Regions from separate parts of the Sus scrofa genome. Here region 2 is linked to region 1. Evidence: chromatin contacts called from public HiChIP or PLAC-seq data. All regions are on one chromosome and are shown on one strand. Each heading gives the region's core, a stretch centred on a gene start, on an enhancer-like site or on the middle of the called end of the contact. The rest is flanking DNA. Distances are from core to core; before and after follow the strand shown. Region 1 holds the start of SLC1A3 (solute carrier family 1 member 3). Region 2 holds the start of NIPBL (nipped-B-like protein).

Region 1 (4,196 bases), core at 598-3,097:
TTCTTCTTGTCTCTAAAAAAAAAACAGAATTAGGAAACGGAAATTCCACTTGGCTTGAAACCCCCTTTAAAATCATGTAAAGATTTCACTTTTAAGTTCTCTTAAAACACAAGTCACTTCCACAAGAAATGTGGACAAATTAGTCTTAAACCCATGGCTCAGAGAGGACTTAGTGTAGTAAATAAATGCTTTAAAATGTAGTCATGGTGTTGAGAAATGACATCTGCTCCATGTACCTAGGCCAGAAGCGCCAACACAAAAATAAGCGATTTTGTTTTAACACAGAAGTTTGCAAAGTGTTTTGTTGAGTACCCTTACAGTCTGCCATTCATTTATAGGTGTTATGTAATGTTTATTATGTATCAGGTATAAGATTCCCTTCTTGCCCTCAAAGAACTTACAATTTAGCTGCGAGGTCAAAATTTAACACAAAAAAAGACAGGCGCAGTAGGAGACAGTGTAATTAAGTGTTAAACAACGTGATACAGATGCTAAGTGATCTAGGAGAGCAGAGGAAGAGGAAGATTGCTGAGTTTGGGGACCGTCAAGAGTATACATTTTCAGTAATCTCTTAAAATGGTGCAATTTTAAAAGTTGTTACAATCCCTGCTAATTTATAACTTTAGCATTTACATGATTCACCCAGTTGCTTTCCAACCAGTAGCTGTTCCAAAGAATATATACATGCAAGAGTTGAAGCTTGGCAGGAGACATATCTTTAGAATCTCCCAGGATTTGCTAATGAAGGGAAAAGACATACTTTCTTGTTGGAAAACAGACCCAAGAATTAAGCAGATTTGGCATGGAGAATATGAGATTTACTAAACAGGAATATAGAACTCTGGTTGTAATTTTCGGTATGGGTTTTTGTTTCTATTAAACATTTTTCTTCATGCTAAATAAATTCTAAGTTTTGGAGTTGAGTCAGGCTCAACAGTTTTTGTTTTGTTTTTCATTTAAAAAAATCTATTTTCACAATCTACTTTCCTTCTTAAAAGAGGTGGACTAGAGTGCAAGTTATATTCTCAAGGCAAAGAGAATTTTCTAATTCCTAAAAATGACAGGGCAGGGGGAGGAGTATGAGGGACCTTTAACCTTTAAAACGGAGGCATCTTTCGGCACAGTAACTTATCTTTTCAAATGACGAAACTTCAAGCGTGCATTTACACTCTTGGTCTTAAAATGTTTTTTACTTTAGTAGTTTAGCAAAGATCCTGGTCTCTTTATGTTTCTTATTTTTTAAAATCTTTGCAACGCAGACAGTTTGAGCTAAATTAGGCTTGTTATAATAGAGTTTAAACTGCTAAAATAGAGGCATGTCTCATCTTGTGTTTTGAGTAAGTTTAGGCAAGTTTAGAGAATTGTAGCTAAGTATTATTTTTCTCCATTCTTGATTGCGTTCCGGGTCTTCCCAAGTAATGTCAGTTATTTCCCCAATTCTAAAAAGAGGGACTCTTTCATAACAGTTGTACAACCAGGCAAAAGAGCACACACTCGTGTTTCCTTAAGGGGAGGAAAGCTGCAATAATGTGAGATAATTAAATTTAGCCCTAGAAAAATCTTTGAAACGTTCTAATCAAGACTTCAAGCTTTCTGGAGTGTGTGTGCGCGCTTTATTCTCCCATTCTTCCTGGTCTTGGTTTTGCATTTCTAATGAAAGTGAACTGACAAAGCGGGAAAGTGGTCTAAGAAGCAAAACAAAGCCAGCAAGCATGCTTCTGGTGCGCCAAGATTAATCAATATTCCAGAAACCTCGGGTTTCCCCCCTCCTGCTCCGTGGTGTTTTCATTTTTCCCCACTCCCCCTTTCCCGGGCACAGACTCCGCCCCTTTTCTTAAGTTGCCCTCATAGTAATTTGCAGTTTCAGAGCACATGCACGCCTTGCTCGCTGCGTTTTGTTGCTCCGCTGTACCTGCTGGGAATTCACCTTGTCATTGCCTGGGGTATCTTCCACCCGCCACAAAATCAGAAAAGGTAGGTCTGACGTCCTGTATTCCTGCTCAGCTTAATTTCTCACTCTTTTTCTCTGCCCGTGTATTTCGTTTCCCAAGCCGAGAAGTAGCGAGAGTAAAAGCTAGCCATTTTGGTAGATAAAGTTCACGTTAGTAATTTAATGCAATGAGCGTGTGGTGTCTATTTACGCCGTGTCCTCTCTTAATTTGGAGTTGAGTCATTCAGGGTGGATTGGGGGCAGCCTGTGGTTCGAGCTCTAGACAAGAGCCAGGGCTGAACTGGTCTGTTTAAAAGTGACTGGTGAAGGGAATCAGAGAGTCGTAGGGGAAACAAAATCTGGTCTCGCGTCTCCTCTTCTTCACGTCTCCCCAAACTTCTAATCTGCTGTGAAGTCTTAAGCAAGTTGGGGGTCTTATTGTCACTGCCCCCCAACCTGCAATTTTATTTATAAGTCAAAACTGTTAAAGCAAGTCCTTTTTTCCGCACTTGGGTTTGCCGAAGGCTTCCAAGGAAGCTCTTGCTTTCTAGTTACCTCCCCCACGGACGCACACGCTGGCTGTTCGCGTTGCCAGATACACACGTCCACAGGCACCACTGACTTTTCCTTGGATTTATCTATCATGGGAAAGATTATGGATTAGAAATCTTGTAAAACAGCAGGAGGAATCCCTTGATCTTTCCCAACAGCTGATTTCTACCTAGGAGAGATTTACTTAGATATATTCGAATAACCTCGGAGCACTTTAAAGAAACTAGAAACCATATGCTGCAAAGTTTGGAATGAAAATGAGATTCATCTCCTCATCTGTTTTAGAAATTCTAAATTTTCACATCCTGGGAAGTCAGTGATAGTTTCCTCAGACGACACCAGCATGTGTGCCACAAGACAAATGCCACTTTGTACTTCTAGTTGTGACAAAAATGAAAAGGGATTATGATTTCTGATAGCTTATAAATATGCCCAGTGGTAGTTTGCTTATTTCATGAAAAACATTTCATAGTTACCATGTGAAAGAGTCAAATGTCTTTTGCAGCTCCCATGGGTATCTGTGTTCTTTTTCATAAGCACAGCTACTAGTTGATATTATCATGGGTTTTTTTTTCCCTTCATGAAGAAAATACTTTATTTTACATAACAGAAACCGCTGACTGTGAAATCTCAATATCTGAGTTCATTTTATTGACCTGGATATGACTTCACCATGTATACATCATAAGCCATTAAGTAGCTATTGAGCGTTTCCTGGGCATTCGGTTGGACATTAATTGAGGGTGAATGTTGTGCAAAGCTCCCTGCTAGGTTCTAGGGGATCAGGTGGGGGTTGGGGGTGCTCAGTCAGTTCACCCCCAGCCCTGGTGAACTCTTTTATACCTTCACTGGAGAGAGAAGGGCAAGTTTTTAGAAACATAACCTAAGTTTCTGCTCCTATATTCTGGATTTGTGCACATGTCTCACACGTGGTCCAGAAAATATGCACATTCTACCCTTGAGTCACTGGCATCGCTGCTCTCCAGCCCTTGATTCCTACTGGGATTGTGCAGTTTGCCAACAGCTTCCCCTGGTGCTGGGCAGCACTGATTTCTCACCCCTGGAGGTTTTTTAACCCTTGTCTCTCTCTCTCTCTCCTGTTCAGTTGTGTTCTTTAACACCAAAGAGGACTGGCTTTCTGGGGCTGATTCTGTGACATTGGAATTCAAAGAAGAGACGCTCCAGAGAAATACGCTATGACGAAAAGCAATGGAGAAGAGGCCAGGATGGGGGGCAGGATGGAGAGATTCCAGCAAGGAGTCCGTAAACGCACACTCTTGGCTAAGAAGAAAGTGCAGAACATCACAAAGGAGGATGTTAAAAGTTACCTATTTCGGAATGCTTTTGTGCTGCTCACTGTCACCGCCGTCATTGTGGGTAAGTCATTTGATAACCACCAAAAAACCAAAAAACAAACCTGGATCTTGTTTCTCTGGGGCATCTGACTGCCTGGGAATGTTATCAGATGAACTTATTGTTGGTATTCCAAAGGATAGCCTAGGTTTTCCTCTGGATCAGATGATTATTATTTTTCCCCCCCATTAAATGACAGTCTGTTGGCATATTTGGAACAATATATGGTAAACACATGGGAATCTGAAAGAAGCATCCTTAGGCATTATGCAAATCAGTTGATTGTGTGGAGAAGGGAAATAAATGTTTTTCCATCTCATGTGAGGATAACAGGATAATTTAATCATTAGGCCTGAGCAGT
Region 2 (3,662 bases), core at 684-3,183, 280 kb after region 1:
AGCCAACCAAATTTTCAGACTTTAGTGAAAATAGCATTTTTCAAGAAAGAGGGCAGACAGGATGAAGAACGAAGTTTGTGACTCAGGAAGAAAGCTAACTTGCCCAACATGAATATGATCATATAATCTAATAATGGACTGTCCACTAGCAAGCCCATTTACAGAAACCTAAAAACAAATAATTATCACTATTTTGAGGGCTTCTGGTGTTGTGGAGGGCTTTCAATGTCTAGAAGTAGTGTGTTTTCCTAGAAGTTTGTAATAAACTTGCATTTTTTTCCCTAGTATTTTTTGTTTTCAGAAATCTTTCATAAAGTTCTCTCACATACCCATGTAAGGGACAGAGATGGGAAGTTAGTGTGTGTGGCGGGGGGGGGCCGCCAAGGCCCTTATAATTGTCATTCATTAACCAAATATTAAGCATCTACTGTGTGTGTAACATTATTTTCTCCCTAAAACATCAGTGGAGAAAAACAAAACCTCATGCCCTCCTGGAGTTTACTTACATCATTCTCCTAGGAGCTTCCTCCCCCCTTCCCCTCCCCACCGCGCGCACGGCCTTGGGGCTGCGGTCAAAGCTTTGGCTTTTACTCTCAGCTAGATGCCGAGCAATTGCAGGGCCTAGAGTAAAAGAGCGACAAGATCCGATTTAATCCTTTGAGAGATTTTTGAGGCAGAAGGAATAACCTGTAGGCAAATTTTCCTATTTACTTTTGGCGTAATGGTACACATACAAATACATAAACAATATAATTTACGTACGACTCAACGAAATGCAGAAAAGTATACCACAAATTCCGTCCTATTTGAGTAAAATTCTCTTACCTATGCACTTTTTACCTGAAGAATAGCCCCCTTGTAATTTACATTAGTAAACGTTAATAGTGAACTGCGGAACGATAAAGTTAATTCATGTGTTTCAGTAAGAGACACAAAGGGCGCGGTACACATAATCGCATCTGTTCTCCAGCCTTGGCCAGTGGTACCTCACTGTTTGAAACGCAAAGAGGAAAACGGTGTCTGAAATCGGCTGGCCCCAGGCCCACCCGCGGCCCGCATTCCGCCGGCTCTCGTCGCGCGCTCGGCTCCACCCACACCTAGTGGGGGGCGCGGACTCGCGCGCTCCGGGCCCGCTGAGCCGGCTCCTGGCTCGAACAGCGTCGCCTACAGGCCTTTATCCCGACTGTTAGGCAAGAGCCCAAACCGCCGCCAACAAAAAGCAAGACCAGAAAAGACCACATATTTCCAGAAATAAATGCATCATAAACGCGACTCCAATTCAATCCAGCTGAGAATCTTCTTCTCCTCCAAGGGGTGCGTTCTTACTCCGCAGAAATAATGCAGAGACGGGCGTAAAGTTCGGCCTCTCAGAAGGAGAGAAGGGCGTACATTACGATACATCCATCCACCCGGCTGCAGGGAAACCATTTAAAAAATGCACGGTAGCCGTCGGATTGCGGGCGTCCTCTATGGGGCCGCCCCGAGCTCGGCTCCCGAGAGCTAATGACGAGCAGCTGCAACGGCGTGAGCGGCCTACGAGCCGGTCCGGACCTGAGCGCCCCCCACGCACACGACCACCACCGAACTCGGGGCCCGCTCCGGTCGGCCTCCAGGAAAATAAAGAACAGGAAGACCCGGCCCGTCCGTGCCGCAGCGAAAACGCCGCTACGTAGGATCGACAATAAAAGGCAACATCCACAGCCGCCCTGAGGAGGAGAAAGGCGCAGAAGAGAACCACCGCCTGCTCTCTGCCGGCTGCCGGCCGCCGCCGGGCCGGGGTGCGGTGCGGAGAGGCGCGGGCCGTGCAGTCCGGCGCGGCCGAGGACGCGAGCTGAAGTGGTGGCGGCGGCGCGGCGGTGGCGGAAGTGGAGTGGGGAAGAGGGGGTGGTTGTTAGTGTTTGGCGCCGGCGGAGGGAGTCATTCCTGCAGCTGCACTTCCGGTCGGCATTTTGTTCTGCGAGGGAGAGACGGAACGAGAGAGAGAGACACACACAGGGCTCCTTTCCCCCCCGCCCTCCCCCCCTCCCTCCGTCGGTACCGACTCACCCGACACCACCAAGCCGCAGGGAGGGACGCCCCCGCCGACAGGAGGATTGGTTCCCGGGCCGGCGGCGATGCCCCCCCGGTAGCTCGGGCCCCTGGTCGGGTGTTTGCGAGTGTTTCTATGTGGGAGAAGGAGGAGGAGGAGGAAGAAGAAGCAGCGATTTGTCTTCTCGGCTGGTCTCCCCCCGGCTCTACATGTTCCCCGCACTGAGGAGACGGAAGAGGAGCCGTAGCCACCCCCCCTCCCGGCCCGGATTATAGTCTCTCGCCACAGCGGCCTCGGCCTCCCCTTGGATTCAGACGCCGATTCGCCCAGGTAAATTCCTGCTCTTTATTTCGGCGGCGGCGGCGGCGGCGCCAGGTCCTCAGCGTCTCTCCTCCTCGCTCCCCTCCCGGCCGTTTCCTTAGCGGCCCCAGGTCTCCTCCACGGGCGAGTCTAGAGTTCGCTCCTCTCTGGTGGCAGCCGCCCTGGGTGGCGGTGGTTTTGTACCCTCTCCCGGCCGGCTCCGGTGGCGGGGACTGGGCTCCTGCCGGGCGGCCGGGGAGGCGTAGGCCCGGCGGAGAGTGCAGGCCGCGGGCCAGCGGAATCTACTTGAGCTCGGGGATTAGGAGAGCTCCGGGCTGAGCGGAGCTACTGCTGGTCGGTGACAGGCCTCGCCCGGGAGAAGAGCCGTAGCTAGTGAGGAGGCGGAAACAATACAACTAACAGCAAATGTGCCCTGATCGTCCCCATATTTACAACTTTCCTGGTCCGGGAGTGGGGAACGTCCCAGTGAAACAAACAACCCCCCTTCTTCCCCCTGTGACCCCATGAAGGGAGGAAGTAGTTTCAGTTAGTGAGACAAATGTAAATACTCAGACACGGATCCAGTGGTAATTCTTTTCCTGTGTAAAACTTGTTTGGACGTTGGAAAGTTAATAAAGACTCATTTTCTTTTTAAAAAGAATTAAATCGTCCACATGAATATTTAATACAGAAAACCATAGTGTGGTAGACACTACATATGACCTCCCCAACCACGCAGAGAGCTTTTATGTTGTTGTTTGACAGTGTGTTGCACATGGACTTTTTATTCAAAGACAAGTATAAAGTACTTGACAGGTTTATCCTGCCACTTTATATTTGTGTGCGTTATATAAGGACAGTTTTAAACGACTTTGCATGAAACACTCAGGTACTTCCTGATCTAAACGTGTAGAAGCTTAGAAAGAATTTTCAATGTTCTGAGAATGGTAGTGACATACAGGTACAACCAATTTTCTTAAAAGGGTAGAAAATAAGTTATGCTTAAAATCCCTGGGAGGTTAAAAAAAAAAATGTACAAGGTGCCATCCTTTCATGTCAGGGCAGATCTTCTTGAGGTCCCAGGATTGCCATTGGCTGTTTGTGCCCATGATGTTTGACTGTGTAATGAGAGAGGTGTCATTTTAATAGGTCAAATGTATCTGTAATGCTGGAGAAAAATACCAGTTCTATCTTAACAAATTCTAGTTCACAAGTAAGTTAAGTGTATAGAGCTTATTTATGGTGGCGTTAGTAGTGTAGGTTGGTATAAGGGAAAAACCAATTTAAAAGTCCTCAGCCATACAAATTGCATAGAAAAATAAATGGACCTGGG

The links. HiChIP or PLAC-seq counts read pairs in DNA pulled down with a chosen protein or histone mark.
Region 2: a contact with region 1 is called in an H3K27ac HiChIP or PLAC-seq map of alveolar macrophages. The contact joins the promoter of NIPBL here to the promoter of SLC1A3 in region 1. A contact is called at or near these places in 2 of 2 datasets of contacts at active chromatin or transcription factors (alveolar macrophages and skeletal muscle).

Annotation. Positions count from the first base shown.
Region 1 is chr16:21,871,844-21,876,039 of Sscrofa11.1, forward strand. SLC1A3 (solute carrier family 1 member 3) reads left to right here and starts at 1,848. Exons shown (of 8, transcript NM_001289946.1): 1 at 1,848-1,974; 2 at 3,588-3,859. The coding sequence starts at 3,679.
Region 2 is chr16:22,150,536-22,154,197 of Sscrofa11.1, forward strand. NIPBL (nipped-B-like protein) reads left to right here and starts at 1,934. Exons shown (of 47, transcript XM_021076592.1): 1 at 1,934-2,359.